Regions from separate parts of the Macaca mulatta genome. Here region 2 is linked to region 1. The links are chromatin contacts, called in public Hi-C maps. All regions are on one chromosome and are shown on one strand. The core of a region is the stretch at or near the end of the contact, and the rest is flanking DNA. Distances in the headings are between cores, read along the strand shown.

The links. A called contact is a pair of places that touch in the nucleus more often than the background predicts.
Region 2: a contact with region 1 is called in a Hi-C map of blood, with 6 times the contacts expected there. The contact joins the promoter of ADSS2 here to the promoter of DESI2 in region 1. A contact is called at or near these places in 4 of 14 Hi-C or Micro-C datasets (blood, cortical neurons, fetal cortex germinal zone and 1 more).

Annotation. Positions count from the first base shown.
Region 1 is chr1:4,475,432-4,479,155 of T2T-MMU8v2.0, forward strand. DESI2 (desumoylating isopeptidase 2) reads right to left here and starts at 1,479. Exons shown (of 5, transcript NM_001257794.1): 1 at 1,327-1,479. The coding sequence starts at 1,368.
Region 2 is chr1:4,674,448-4,677,892 of T2T-MMU8v2.0, forward strand. ADSS2 (adenylosuccinate synthase 2) reads left to right here and starts at 1,928. Exons shown (of 13, transcript NM_001261110.1): 1 at 1,928-2,188. The coding sequence starts at 2,006.

The DNA of each region.
Region 1 (3,724 bases), core at 229-2,728:
AACAGTGACACAGGCCAAAGAATTTACAAAGTGCCATGCTTTTCTAGGATCTTTTGTTTGGCTTATTCTCTTCAACTTTTTCTGTGCTGTTCCACTTTTCTCAGCATGTGAACTCATCTCATCTCCAAGCTCACATCAGAATTCAACAGAGGACTCATCTCAAGTGGCAGGCAGTTCCTACACCCTTCTGACACAATTCCCAGATATGGCCTGAGGAATCCCTTTCTACCCAAGATATAACACTGTAAATGTAGAAACTTATAAATAATACAAGGGAATACAAAGTTTAGAACTGTGTAAGACTCCTGGCCTGTAGTCCTTCTGCTCTCCCGCATCTTTAAGCCAACAAAAACCACGATGGGCAATTTTTCATTTGTCAGTCAACTTACAAGGAATTTTAAGCATTGCAGTCAGAGGTAATCCATTCGACAGAACAAAAACCCATCAACCCAAAGCAAGCAAACGCACCCAGGCATACATCTAACTGCAACGACAACTCTCCACCGGGTGCTTTTTCTGGGGTAATTTCAACTGCAAAAATCAGGCAAACCAGTTCTTGGGCTCGATTCTGCGTGCCTGCCAGACTCCAAAGTTACATGACACAACAAACAACTTCTTCCCTTCCCTCTCCTGTGGTCACGTCACCTGTTGCATCACCGGGAAAGTGGTCTTCAGGGTGTGGGAAAGGAGCACCACCAGGATCTCTGAATCATTCAGCTGGGCTATTTTCTTGAGAAATGTTAGCCTCATTCATATTTTAACGCGGTTGCCTTGAACACACAAGGCAAGGGTGTGTTGGCTCCTGTTCACCTTTGAAGAGATTCTAGCACAGGCACCCGAAAGCTGTGACTTTCTGGACTTGGAGGGGCTTGGGAGTTTTTCAAGACTAAGCCACGGAGAGAGATGCACAGCTCGGCAGAAGCAGAGGAGCTGGGAGCGCAGGCGGTCGGGACGGGGGTCCCGGGGCAGCCCCGGGGGCCGGCAAGTGGGGTTGGACACGCAACGGAAGCTTTGCCGAAAGGACACTGCTCGTGGGCCAAGGGGTCGGGCCCAGAGCCAGGGTCGCGGCCAACCGGAGCGGCTGGGAGAGGTTCCAGCCCACCTGAGCACCGGCCAAAGCCTCGGGCTGACTGGGTTCACCGGAGCGTCGACGAGTGCGAGGATTAAAAATGAACCACACTCCCTCCTTTACCCCCGGCTTCCCCCGAGAACTAGGCTGGAGGCGGAGACGCGAGGCAGGAAGCGCCTGGGGCCGGGGTCCGAGCCCGACCGGCGAGAGGAAGCCGGCCTGGGCCAGGGCTCGGGGCCGCCAGGGGCCGCACTCACCATGTCGTACACGTTGAGCACCACTAACTGGTTAGCCCCCATCCTCCTCCCCGCGGCCGCCGCCTCGTCCTCAAGCCGCTCCGTCTCCGCGGGGCCGGAGGCCGCTCTCACCCCCGCGGGCGCTTCAGGGGGCCCGAGCCGGGCACTAAGCGCACAGCCCGGCCCGCGGCAGCCGGGGCGGAAGCATCGGGCAGCCGAGCCGCTCCCGGGCGCCGCCGACAGGAGCCTCTGTGCGGACGGGGCCGGACCGTTGGCGGCCCGCTCCGGATGAGGCACCTCCCCTAGGCGGCAGACACGTGGGGAAAGGCGGGGCTTGAGCAAGGGGCGGGCGCCAGGCGCCCCGGGGGCGGGGCCGGCCCGGCGCCGGGACTGAGCCCGCCTGCGCTCTGGCTCCCGGCCGCCGCACCTCGGGACCTAAAATGGCGGCAGCTTCGGCGCCTCCGCGTTCTGGAGGCACGGGGCCACAGGAACACTACAGTTCCCAGCATGCAGTGAGGATTCCCCCTCGCTACTATAAGCGCAGAGGCGGAGTCTCAACAGTCCTTCGACTACAACTCCCTGCATGCCGCGGGGGCCCCGGTCCTACCAGACCAGGCCTCCCTGGGAGACTACTGCTCCCAGCATGCAGTGCTTTGGAGCTGCGGCCGATACCTTGCGGTCCGCGGGCGGTGAAGTCTTCTACTTTCATTCACCCTCTCATCGCCGGTGCTGCTGCTGTTAGTAGTTCATGTCGCGTTGAGCTCGATGAAGCCAACGAAATGTGGCAAAAGACCAGAGTGATGACCCTAAGTTTTCCAAATCCCTCCTCACTTTTTCTTTGGCAAAGGGAGGGGTGGGGAAACAGGAAGACGAGTTACTGGTGTGGGATGAGGTGTAACGTGCATCCAGTTAATCCTCAGTGTGGAATTTACGTTTTGTGAAACTATCCTGCTGATATGAGAAGGGTCCAGTAACCATAGCTTAGCACAATCCTGGGACGTAGTATGCAGCTCTGCATTAATTTAACAAATATTTGTTGTGTGCTTCCTATGTGCCAGGCAGTGTTGTAGGCCCTCGGGAATATTGTGATAAACAGGAACAGGGACAAACAAATTATCACTGGTATGTGCTTTGCAGAAAATTTAAATAAGGTGAAGTCATTGAGAGTAATCTTAAATTGGCTGCACGGGGAAGATCGCTGTAATGAGATGAGTTTTAAGCTGAACTATGAATGACAAAGCCAGCCCCGCAAATATGAGGGGGAGGAGTATTTCAGTCAAAGGGAACAAATGCAAAGATCTGAGGCATGAAGGAGTTGTCTGTATTCAAGGAAACAAAAGATCACTGTTGCTGGGACACAATAGGCAAGGACACGATGGTGTTAGATGAGCTGGGCAGGTAGGCAGAAGCCAGAGCTCGGAAGGATTTTAAAATTCATAACAGGGGTTGTATTTTGAATGAAGCCATAAGTTTGGACCAGGGAGTGAAATGATTGTGCGTGTGTTTAAAAATGATTACTTGGGTTGCTGTGTGGAAAATGGATTTCAGAGAGGCAAAGGAGGTGGAAACAGGAAGATGAGTGTGGCAGATTATCAAAATAGCCACAAATTATTTCCAGTCTCCCAAATTGTACTCTTTGGTGGTGTCTCCCCCCACTGACTGCACTGGACTGTGACTTGCTTTGGACATGGGACATTAACAGCATGCTAGCAGAGGCTTAAAAAACACTTGTGAGTTGGGACTTGCCCTCTTGCTGAACTTGGGAGTCCTGTGGCCACCATCTTAGGAATGAGTGTAGGCTAGCCTGATGGATGATGAGGGACACATGGTCAAGTCATGGCCCACATCCAGCTGACATCCAACCAACTGCGAACATGTGAAGCTCTCCTGGGCTATCCTTCCCTGGCCACAACCACATTGATGTGAGAAATAATGTTTTTAGCCACAAAGTTTTGGGGGTAGTTATGTGGCGAAAGTTAATTGAGTCAACCAATTGGATGCTATTCCAGAAGTGCATGCCAGAAATGGCTTCGTTGTTGCTGATAGTGGTGGAGACCGAAATAATTAGAGTTTAAATATTTTGGAGTAAAGTCTGTGGAACTTGCTAATGAGTTAGATGTTGAGTTGGTTAGGGAGAGAGGATTCAAGAAAACTTCTAGATTTTTGACTTGGTCAATTGAGTGGATAGTTCTGGCATTTATAAGATGTGACACATTTTGGGGAGGAGCAGGTTGAGGGGAGGGAAATCAAGAGTTATGGTTTGATCATGCTAAGTTGGAGATGCCTTTTAGACATCCATGACTGCCAAGTAGTAGACATTTGGATAAACTGGAGTCATGGCCATTATAGACTTGGGGCTTGGTTGGATGACCTAGGAATATGTATAGCTAAAAAGAAGTGGGCCAAGAACAAAGCTCTA
Region 2 (3,445 bases), core at 678-3,177, 200 kb after region 1:
CAAGCAGTTCACCTTGTCCACTGCCGAGACAGAGTCGATTCATCAAGACAGGGGAATGGCAATAAAGAAATAGTAATTCATGTAGAGCTGGCTGCGCAGGAAACCAGAGTTGTTTTATTACTCCAATCAGTCTCCCATAAATGATTTTTAAAAATTGAATGGAAATGATTAGTAACATGTGCTTATTTAGTATCTACTATCTGCCCAGCACTACCTCGGGCATTTGAGTAGAAAGAAATAGATGGCATTCTCATTTCCAAAACGTTTGTGATCTTGTAATAAGGCCAAGATAGACACCAATTATCACATAGTATTATAATTAATTTGTTTACTAATCAATAGACCGAATAATTTGAATCCTTGAGGGCTGCAATTGTATCTTTATTTCTCCTATGTTATCAGTGCCCAGGACACTTAGTAAATAGCAGGTTCTCAATGTTCCTGACTTAACTCATTGACTAGAAATAAAATACTAAAGTGCGCTCTAGAGACCATTAGTGAACATACAGTATGTCCAGGCGATTTGGGAGATGGTACATGTAATGTGATTCTATTCCCACTTTTTTTCGAAGCACCTTTTATCAGAATTAAGCATCATGGTTAATTTGTGTTGGAGTTGAAAGGGCATTAGATGAACAGTAGGTATACGCCAGAATCTAGTTACAACTGTAACTAAGAGACAGTGGAATCTACAGGAAGGACATGGGCTCTGGACTCAGATGATCGAAGTACCAATTCAGGCGTCACTAGGGCAAGTTACCTCGCTTTCAAATCCTGTAAAATAAGGATAATAGAGGATCACCTACCTTATATGGTTGTGGGGATTTAAAAAAAGAAAAGAAGTGCATGACAGTATCTGCATATATGTACTATATATGACATAGGTAATCCACTCCTCCTCTCTGAGCCTTTGTTATTACTGTGTAAAATGAGAATTAGGACTTTACTTGATTTATTGATTTCAGATCTCATGTCCTTTACCTTATCGCCTTACTGTTGAATTTTGTCTTTTTTTTTTTTTTGAGACGTTGTCTCGCTCTGTCGCCCAGGCTGGAGTGCAGTGGCCGGATCTCAGCTCACTGCAAGCTTCGCCTCCCGGGTTCCCGCCATTCTCTTGCCTCAGCCTCCCGAGTAGCTGGGACTACAGGTGCCGCCACCTCGCCCAGCTAGTTTTTTTGTATTTTTTTAGTAGAGACAGGGTTTCACCGTGTTAGCCAGGATGGTCTCGATCTCCTGACCTCGTGATCCGCCCGTCTGGGCCTCCCAAAGTGCTGGGATTACAGGCTTGAGCCACCGCGCCCGGCCTTGAATTTTGTCTTATTTGATCCCTGTCCCCATCTCTGTTACTTCCAGACTTTCAATTTCCAATTCTACACTTACACGTTCCGATTTTATGCTGTTTGTACTGAGAAATTCCACACTTTGTATTTTGTACACGTTCATTCCTTAATAAAGACAAATCCAGACAAACCTGCAGATGGCAGACAGAGGGGCCCCAGAATACGCCGCCGCAGCCCAGAGCGTTGCGTGCTGGGAGTTGTAGTCCGACGCTCCACACGCGCCTCCGCGCCTCTCCAGTTTGAAAGCGAGAGGTAGAGCGGGTAGGCGGGGTGCTGAAGGAGAAGCGCTCTCGAAGCCCCGCCCCTGACCTTTTCCGCTCGCGAGGTTCGCACAGGAGTGGCGCGCCAGGCCGCGGAAGGGGCGTGGCCGCGGAAGGGGCGTGGCCTCGGCCCGGGGTGGTGGCGGTTGCCGCCACCAGGGCCTCTTCCTGCGGGCGGTGCTGCCGAGGCCGGCCTGCGCGGGGCAGTCATGGTCCCCCATTGAGCGGGCTGTGGCGGAGAGCGGGGCGGGGACTGGCTGGAGGGTGGCGGCCCGGCGGGGCGGGGGCGGGGCCGGCCTCTGGCTCCTTCTTCCTCCGCATGTGGCTGGCGGCCGCAGAGCAGTTCGGTTCGTTCACTCCTCGGCGGCCGCCTCTCCTTCGGGCTCTCCTCGCGTCACCGGAGCCATGGCGTTAGCCAAGACCTACCCGGCGACATCCTCCCTGCCCAACGGCGATTGCGGCCGCCCCAGGGCGCGGCCCGGAGGAAACCGGGTGACGGTGGTGCTCGGTGCGCAGTGGGGCGACGAAGGCAAAGGGAAGGTGGTGGATCTGTTGGCGCAGGATGCCGACATCGTGTGCCGCTGCCAGGTGAGGCGACGGGCCTCTCACGGGAGGCTGGGCCCGGGAGCTCGGGCTGCCTGGCACCTGGTGCCCAGGAACTCGGACCCAGGACCCGGATCCACTGGCCAAAATGAGGTGTCACCTTGAGGCTCTCTCCTCCTGTCCTGAGCTGCGGCGACGTGGAGAAATGGCGGGAGGTCGGGGACCCCTGACCTGGAGCGTCGGGTGAAACTTGGGGTGGTTCTGGAGGAAAAGGTGGGCTGGCGGGGAGCCTTTGAGAGATGCGCGATGCCTGGGGACTTGCAGTTTGGCGTCTGGGGACTGGTGCTCCGCCCCGGGACTGAGGCCAGGGTGGAGGTGGGATGCGGTCCGAGTTTGAGGAGCTACCGCCCGAGGCCTGCTCCCAACTCTTCCGACTGCGGGCGGAGACCCGGCGCGACGGCAGAGTCCCCCCATCACCGCCCCCCACCCCGCCCAGAGCGGTGGAGTGGGAGTGGATTGTTTCGAAATGTCCTGAAACCCAGAGTCGCCGATCCCCCGTCTGCAGGACTGTGGCATGCAGTGTTTTGCTTCCTCTGGTCCACTTTGTTGACATCCAAACCCACCCACCTCTGGGCTTTGGACTGTTGTTTTAGGGCCCTGAGTTTCTTGTTTTTGTTTTTACAATGTGCTCCGTACCTTAAAGTTAAGGAGAAACTACTTTTACTAGTTGGTCCCAGAGGAAGGAATCCCTTCTCTGTTGAAAAAAAGTAAATACATGGATATCAACTTGAGTCTTTAGAAATAAATATTTGCATTGCCAAGGTGACATCGAAAGTGCACTTTCGGAAAACGAGGTGGTAATGAACTTCTAACGGGAGACACGTGGTTTTCGATGTAAGCTTTCTTCCTATTTGTCGTTTCCTTTGAACCAACATACAGGGGAGGCCTTTGTAAAGGCTCTCAGATAACTCTCTCCAGCTTCAAAATTCTAAGTAGATGAGTAATAACCACGTTCAAAACAAAGCATAATTTAATATTTGAAGTTAACTGCTGTCTGTTTAGGTTGCAAGAGTATTTGTTTTTGAACATACATGGCATGATATGATGGTGCCATGCTGTATATGTTCTAGTAAGTCATAGGCCCCCTTGAATACCATTCTGAGCATGCAGAAACAGTGAAATCACAGGTATATAGAAGAGCTAAATGCAAATACTGCAAATATTCTCTGATTTACCTTGTTTCGTTTTGTTTTGTTTTCATGCAGAAATCCACCCTGTCCATTCTGAAATAGCTGTTACACT